Regions from separate parts of the Ovis aries genome. Here region 1 is linked to region 2. The links are chromatin contacts, called in public Hi-C maps. All regions are on one chromosome and are shown on one strand. The core of a region is the stretch at or near the end of the contact, and the rest is flanking DNA. Distances in the headings are between cores, read along the strand shown.

What was found. A called contact is a pair of places that touch in the nucleus more often than the background predicts.
Region 1: a Hi-C map of hypothalamus shows a contact between it and region 2, with 2.9 times the contacts expected there. The contact joins the promoter of C2H2orf76 here to the enhancer-like site in region 2. A contact is called at or near these places in 5 of 16 Hi-C or Micro-C datasets (hypothalamus, liver, skin fibroblasts and 1 more).

What each region holds. Positions count from the first base shown.
Region 1 is chr2:184,767,072-184,770,581 of ARS-UI_Ramb_v3.0, reverse strand. C2H2orf76 (chromosome 2 C2orf76 homolog) reads left to right here and starts at 2,138. Exons shown (of 8, transcript XM_060411179.1): 1 at 2,138-2,258.
Region 2 is chr2:184,531,415-184,534,895 of ARS-UI_Ramb_v3.0, reverse strand. No RefSeq gene overlaps it. Among named protein-coding and RNA genes, the nearest start is that of STEAP3, 13 kb to the left of the region's middle. Within about 2 kb of position 1,350, at least 4 of the 54 cell types and tissues checked have an H3K27ac peak or open chromatin away from gene starts, as enhancers often do. A contact at or near this core is called in hypothalamus, where this site is marked.

The sequences.
Region 1 (3,510 bases), core at 889-3,388, 230 kb before region 2:
TCACCACCCAAAAGGCAATAAACAGGTCAGGTTGGTGGAAAGGAAAGTTTGTTTTATTTCAGAGCAACAGCCCTGGGCGAGGGTGGTGGACATCTGTCCAAAGGCCCGCTCTCCGCCCCTGACAAGCAGGGGGTGAGAGCTTTTACAGACAGAGTTGCTGGGGCGGGGGTAGGGAGGGGGCAGGGTGCGTGTTACAGGCAGAAACAGCACAGTCATCTTCAACAGTCATCTTCAAATTGGTCATCAGTGGTCTGACCAGCATCATGATTGTTTTAGGTACAGTTAATCTTCAGTTCCAGGGTCCATTTGTCCCCATTTCTTCGTGGTCCATTCCCAGCTAACTCCTCCACCTGGTATTTCGGTATCTATAAGACAGCTCACAGGATATGGCTCAGAATATTATCTATAGCCCTTGAGAAAGAACTAAAGTCCTTGACTACATCTAATGACTACATTATTATTATTTAGTCTCTTTGACTGTTTTCCTTTGTTTCTGCATTTCTCACATCTCTGATTAAACTTATCCTTTGACTAAAGTTTTCCACAGGCAAATGCAGGCAGAGGACGTGGTGTGGGGGTGGGGGGTCTATGGTCCTGCTCCATCTCAGTACTGCAGGCAAAGAATCCACTTGTAAGTCTGGCAAAGCCTGGCACCAAAGCCTGGCACCCCATTGCCTCCTTTCAACACACACCTCTGCTGATGTCGCCCAGTTCTCCTGGACAAGGTACGGCTGTGGATGTTGTGGGTGGAGTCTTGTTCTCTTCACCGTGAAGTCTTGTCATCTTGTCCATGTCACTCCATCCCACTGAAGCCAGGATCTCAGAATCGCACACCTTGGCTATGACAATAGGTACACGGTCCGGGGCAGCAACAGTGATGGCCTGATGAGTGGACACATAACCCAGATAGGGCAGTCCCGGGCTTCATATAGGTACACTGTGCTAGTCCCCTTGCTCTGGGTCTCTCAGGCGAGTCATCAGCTTGGGCTGTGTGTGGCCTCAGCCCTCCTCCTGGCATAAGGTAACCCATCCACAGCAGGAGGGAAGCAGGTCAATGTCTATTTTCCATAGCAGACCATCACAGCTCCCGGATCCAGTCTGAGTGGGCTCCCCAGTTCCTATCTTGAGAGCAGGGTTTGCTGTGGGAGTTGAAACAAGTGGAGGAAAAGACCCCCAAGGAGGAAGCTGGGGGCTCCCTAGAGGGTTGGTCACTTTCCATCCAGTTTTTGGATATTCAAGATGTGTTATATATGAACACATATTTTTTGGCTGGCAGCATCTTAGTTCCCTGACCAGGGATTGAACTTGGCCCCTCGACAGTGAAAGAGTCAAATCCTAACCACTGGACAGCCAGGGAATTCTCAAGATGTATCATATTTAAAATCTATGATTATTATGTTGTTTCCAGATATTTTATAGCTGGTATGAATGCAAATTACTTTCTTATACGTAATAATACAATTGAATAGAGGGTCATGAGCACAATGTTCTTCCTTATTTCTTTGCATTTTGAGAGAAATTGTTAAATGAGAGAAAAACACAGTTTGAGCCCCTTCCTAGCAAGCTCCAAGGCATGACAACTGTTTCCCAGAGCTTCAGATAGTTATCGCTTTATTAGAGTCACCTCTGGCTCTCAGTTTCCAAATTGAGACAAGTCCAGAGTTTTCCACTTTTATCTTCTGCTTCAGTTATTTGTGATCATGATCAAGACTGCATCGTAGTTAATCACGGAGGATTTTATTCCAATCAGAGTTGCAGTACTATGTATCTTAATAGGTTGACGATCCAGCAAAGAATGTGATGGTAGAAATGGGCATCTCTTTTCTAGGGAGAGAATAGGTTTTACTTTCCAGTGGCTTAAAACACTGATGACTCTCTTATTCTTCAGGCGGTGGCTCCAAAGAATGAGGCATGTCCCAGGCAGGAAAGCAGGCATGGCTGGAGCAGGGCAGCAGCTTCATCAGCAGAGGCTGAGGCACTAGTACATTGAATGGCTTTGCATCCCGGCCAGGAGGGGGCGCATGTCCTCCGACTATTGACCCCGAGCGTCCTGCTCGGCCCTTAGTGGCCGGCAGGTGGAGCCAGAACCTTCCTGGCCTCTGCACGGGCGCATGCGCACCTCTCCGGCGTCCTTGGCAAGGAGCGGATTTTTCCCTTAGGAAGACGGAGGGCCCGCTGCGGTGGCTCTGGGGCAGTTGCCTGGCGTCGTCGCGTCCGAGGCGGCAAAGCGCTTCCGGCTACGCCGCGCGTCTGAGGAGGTGATCATGTGAAGGGGCTGGTTGTGCAGCGGGCGCCGGTGCGGAAGCTGGGACGGAGGTCGTGCTGCCGAGATGTCTGTCAGGGGCAGGGTGGTTTGTGGGGGATGGCCACCCACTCCAGTGTTCTTGCCTGGAGGATCCCAGGGACGAGGCAGCCTGGTGGGCCGCCGTCTATGGGGTCGCACAGAGTCGGACACGACCGAAGCGACTTAGCGGCAGCAGCAGCAGCACAGATGTATCGTCGTGGAGGGAGATGCGGTGCTGGGGACCCCGCAGCCTCGGGAGAGGGATGAGGAGGACTCAGGACCGGCCTTGGGAGACGCAGGATCCCTGGGCAGAAGGGAGAGTTTACAGTTATCCCCGTTCTTCCGTTACTGTTTGCTCACTTGCCCTCGAAAAGTTATAAATATGTCTGTTTTCCTTACTGACTGAGAGTGTTTGCCTCCCCTTGTCCACAGGGCACTGAACTATTCAGTCCCTGGTGCAAAGATCTTTACTAAATTCCTGGTCTGTGCGGACAATACGGATAGAATGGAATAGTAGTTGAAAAAATACTGAAAAAGTAAAGAGGAAGTGTGTTACATTACTTTAATATTTTAAGTATGCAAAAACCAGGATTTTCTATAACTTTAATTTCCTGACTTTAAAGGAATGCAAATTATCTAAAATATACTTAATATACTTCTTAACCTCATTTCCAGATTAAGATGCTTGGGAAAGGAGCTTATTAAAAAATAAGATTATAGACATTCTAACTTAGCATTCAAATAGAGATATACAAAATTAATCGAAATGCCTTCATATATTGAAGTTATTAGGAGAAAGTTTATAATTTACAAAAGTATTAAAAAAAATACTAGCCATGCTTGACAGTTTATTTTAACACAGTGGCCATCTTAGATATGTGTAAATATTAGGTCATTGAAACATCTTTTGCAGGATTACAATGCAACTAGACATGTTAAAATAATAATATCCAGGTTATTACCAAGTTTTTATAAGAATATAGTGAAAATACTGCAAATCACTTTTAGAAGATCCAAAGACAGTTGTGATTTAAAAAAAAAATACTAGCCATTGCGTATTAAGATAATTTAAGATGAATTATATTAAAACTCAAAACTTTAGCATATGTAAGAGCTGAGACAATGGCTGCTGATTAGAAACTTTTGTAAATTATAAACTTTCTCCTAATAACTTCAATATTTGAAGGAATTTAGATTAATTTTGTATATCTCTATTCGAATGGTAA
Region 2 (3,481 bases), core at 101-2,600:
TGCACTTTGAAGAGGAAAAATCTCCTCAGAGGCTCAAATGCAGGACCTCGGCCCGAGAGGCTGGCCGCTGTGGGCGGAGCTTTTGGAAAAGAAAAGAGAGTGGAAAGATATGGAGTTTGCCTCCATAGCAGCCTTCCTCAGTAGTGTGGTTGAAGGAGTGACCCCAAGGGCTGGGGCTTCTCTTTCACGGCCCCCACTGAGCCTCACATCTGGGAAGACTTTCTTGACCTCTTTCAAGGCTCTGATCTCTCAGCTCGAGGATGTCCCCCAACCCTGTGGCACATGCTCTGAAGCAGGCCCACCTTCTCCAGTCAGCCCCCAAACGTGTTTCCTTGCGGCAGAAGTCCAGTTGGTTGTAAACACTCCTGGGCAGAGAGCTCACTTGAGCTGGGGCAGGAGAGCAGCTGATGCTCCCTCTGCTTGGCATGGGGTGCCCTTGCCTGCCAGCTGGCTTTCCTGTACATGTGCCAGCTGCCCCACTTTCATTATTTCTAATGTCTTCAGTACCCTTCCAAGATGGTCCTTACCATCTGCCCATTTCTCAGACAAGGACACAGATCCCCCAGCAGTGAGAGATGAGAAAGCCATGTGGCAGGCAGTGCTTCAACCAGGCCAGCTCAGTGCAGCATGGATCTTGAATGTGTCTTCAACCCTGTCCCCTTGCTGAGGGAGGTAGCACCTTAACCATAGGTTTCTGCCAGGCTCAAGTTCAACTGAAAAATATCCATACCACCTGCAATGCAATAGATATGATCCTTGGCTCAAGTAGATCCCCTGGAAAAGGAAATGGCAGCCCACTCCAGTATTTTTGCTTGGAAAATCCCTTAGACGGTGGAGCCTGGTGGGCTACTCTCCGTGGGGTCACAAGGGTTGTACACGACAGTGATTAACCCATCACCACATCATATTTGAAAGCTTTTGATGGATGGTTGGTTTGTCAAATGGGTATAAAGCCAGGGCTTTCAGGCTTTTTCTTGGAGTCATACAATCTGGCCCAATACATACCTACTTATATATAGCTTATAGATCCATACCTGAAACAATAGTGTGAGGAGACAAAACATATCCTCACCACGTGTGGCAAGATCTGATATTTAAACTTTTATTCTCTTCCACTTCATTAAAGAAAAAGCTTGTTGACCTAGTCCTCTAATAAAGATGTAAACTGAAGTTTGCCAACACTGGCTCGTGGCCACGTGCAGCTGGTCAGGAAGTGGTGCCACCAGTGTGCTGTGGTTGCTATGGTGTGGTGGTGGGTTGTGGCCTTTGGGGGTCTGTACACTGGGGCCTGTGTGAGAAACAGATGGGAGACTGTCCACCCACAAGTGTCTCAAGCCTATACCGCAGGGAGTGCCTGGGGTCTGAGTCATCCACCCTGCATCTCAGAGGGACCCAGATTCCCTAACCTAGCTGGGTGCCTTTGGACTTAGTCACTCTCTCTGCTCTCAGCTTCTTATCAGAGCACTGAAAAGGTGATAGCTGATAATGCCCATGGGCTGTCCTAGCTTGGCCATTCTGGGATGGCTCCAACTTGAACTTGACTTTCTGTAAAACCCCACCCACTGAGGGGCCAGCCACCAGAGGCTGAGTGGGGCTGGGAACACTGCAGGAGCAGGGAGTGGGACTGGGTAGGGGTGGCAGGCAGCAAGACTTGAGGCCTTCTGTTATTGCTCTGGGCACTCAGGAAGCATCGCAGGTGGGGAGCCACGGACCTGTCATTCCCCTCTTTAGTGGGCACCTCCACACCTCCTAGCATTTGGAATGCAAGAATGTAGTCATAATTACGCACCCAGACACCCTAGCCCAGCTTCATACCAGCTTGCCCTGTTCTCAGAGTTCTTCACCACTTAGTGGGCAGCTTCATCTTTGTGTTGGATGTTTCTTTAATACGAAGAATTATATTATTCTTAAACACAGGCTACAGTCTGAGTGCCCTGGGCCAGGAGGAAAGCAGAATTCATCTCAGAGAGGGAAAGAGAAAGAGGTCTGCCCCTTTGGGACTCCACCTTGGCCATGAAAGTCAAACTCCTATTTAATCCTTTACCGCACACCTGGGAGCACAGGCATCAGACTAATGGGAGATACATTTTCCTTTTCTTTTTTTAAAAAGTATTTTTATTTATTTGGCTGCACTGGCCCTGGATCTTTGTTGCTGCGTGCTGGTTTTCTCCAGCTGTGGCGAGCGGGGGTTACTCCTTGCTGTGGTGTGTGGGTTTCTCATTGCTGTGGCTTCTCTTGTTGTGGAACACGGGCTCAGTAGTTGTGAAGCATGGGCTTAGTTGCTTTGCAGCACGTGGAATCTTTCTGATCAGGGATTGAACCCATATCTCCTGCACTGGCAGGCAGATTTTAAACCACTGCACCACCAGGCAAGTCCAAATTTTCTTGTATTTTAAATAACAGGAATTTTGCATTTTAGGCCACTTGCCACTTGGGAGAGAGGGCCAGGAGCCAGAGCTCAAAGTCATGCAAAAGGAAGATCTAAAGAGAAAAGGGTTCCTGAAACAGGGTGGGATCTAGGAGCTTCTTGTTAGAAAGTGTGCTGTGGGACATCCCCTGGGAGTTTTCCAGCCCCACGTCAGTTATGTGCCCTGGGTTCTCAGACTTTCGTGAGTGACTGTCTGAAAACCTGCTTGTGGTTAGCATGCTCTGGGGCCTGTGGGAAGGGAAGCAGGCTGAGTCCATGTCAGGCACCTAGGACATGGAACTGGAGCTGTGTTTGCTCCACTGTTGCCTGGGAGCAGACCACTGTGTGGACTGGCTAGGAAAACATGAGCCCCTGCACATTCAAGAAGCTTGGATTCCAGAACATTTGGGTGGTCCACCACTGGGTTTCAAAGCCATCACTCTAGCCAGCTCTGCAGAATGGTCATGCCTTTTGCCAACCCCCTCTTGTCCTTTGCTGAATGTTTTGTTAACTACTGCCTACATTATTTTCCTTTAGGCTAGGAAATCAGTAAGGGAAAATCAAGATCCCCTAAAAGAATCACCTACTGTCCTATTTTGCTCTAGTGTCCTTTCATCTAAAGAAACAAGTGACGAGGGCCGTCACACTCACACGGCCCTTACAGTGCTAGGCTCTGTCCTATATATGGTCTGACATATATGATTTCATTGTCTTATGGTCAACCCATGAAGTGGGCTCCGTGACTATCACCCCCGTTTTGTAGATGAGGGAACTGAGGCACTCGGAGCTTCCATAGGCATAACCTGTCTCCTGTGAATAGCTCTCAAACTGCAGTATGTTTCTTGAATGATTTCTGATTAACCCAGTGGTTCTCATCTGCGCCAATTACCACCCCCCACCCCCCACCCCCCGCCCCACCATAGCAGGGGACACGACAACATCTGGAGACATTTTTGGGCAGAGCCTCAGGCCAGTGTGCATGTGGTGTATTTGCAGGGAGAGCTCAGGGAGCTGAGCGTGGGGCAGGGGGAGTGAAATGGAGAGGGGGGAGCCAAATCAAGGGTACATTGCTTG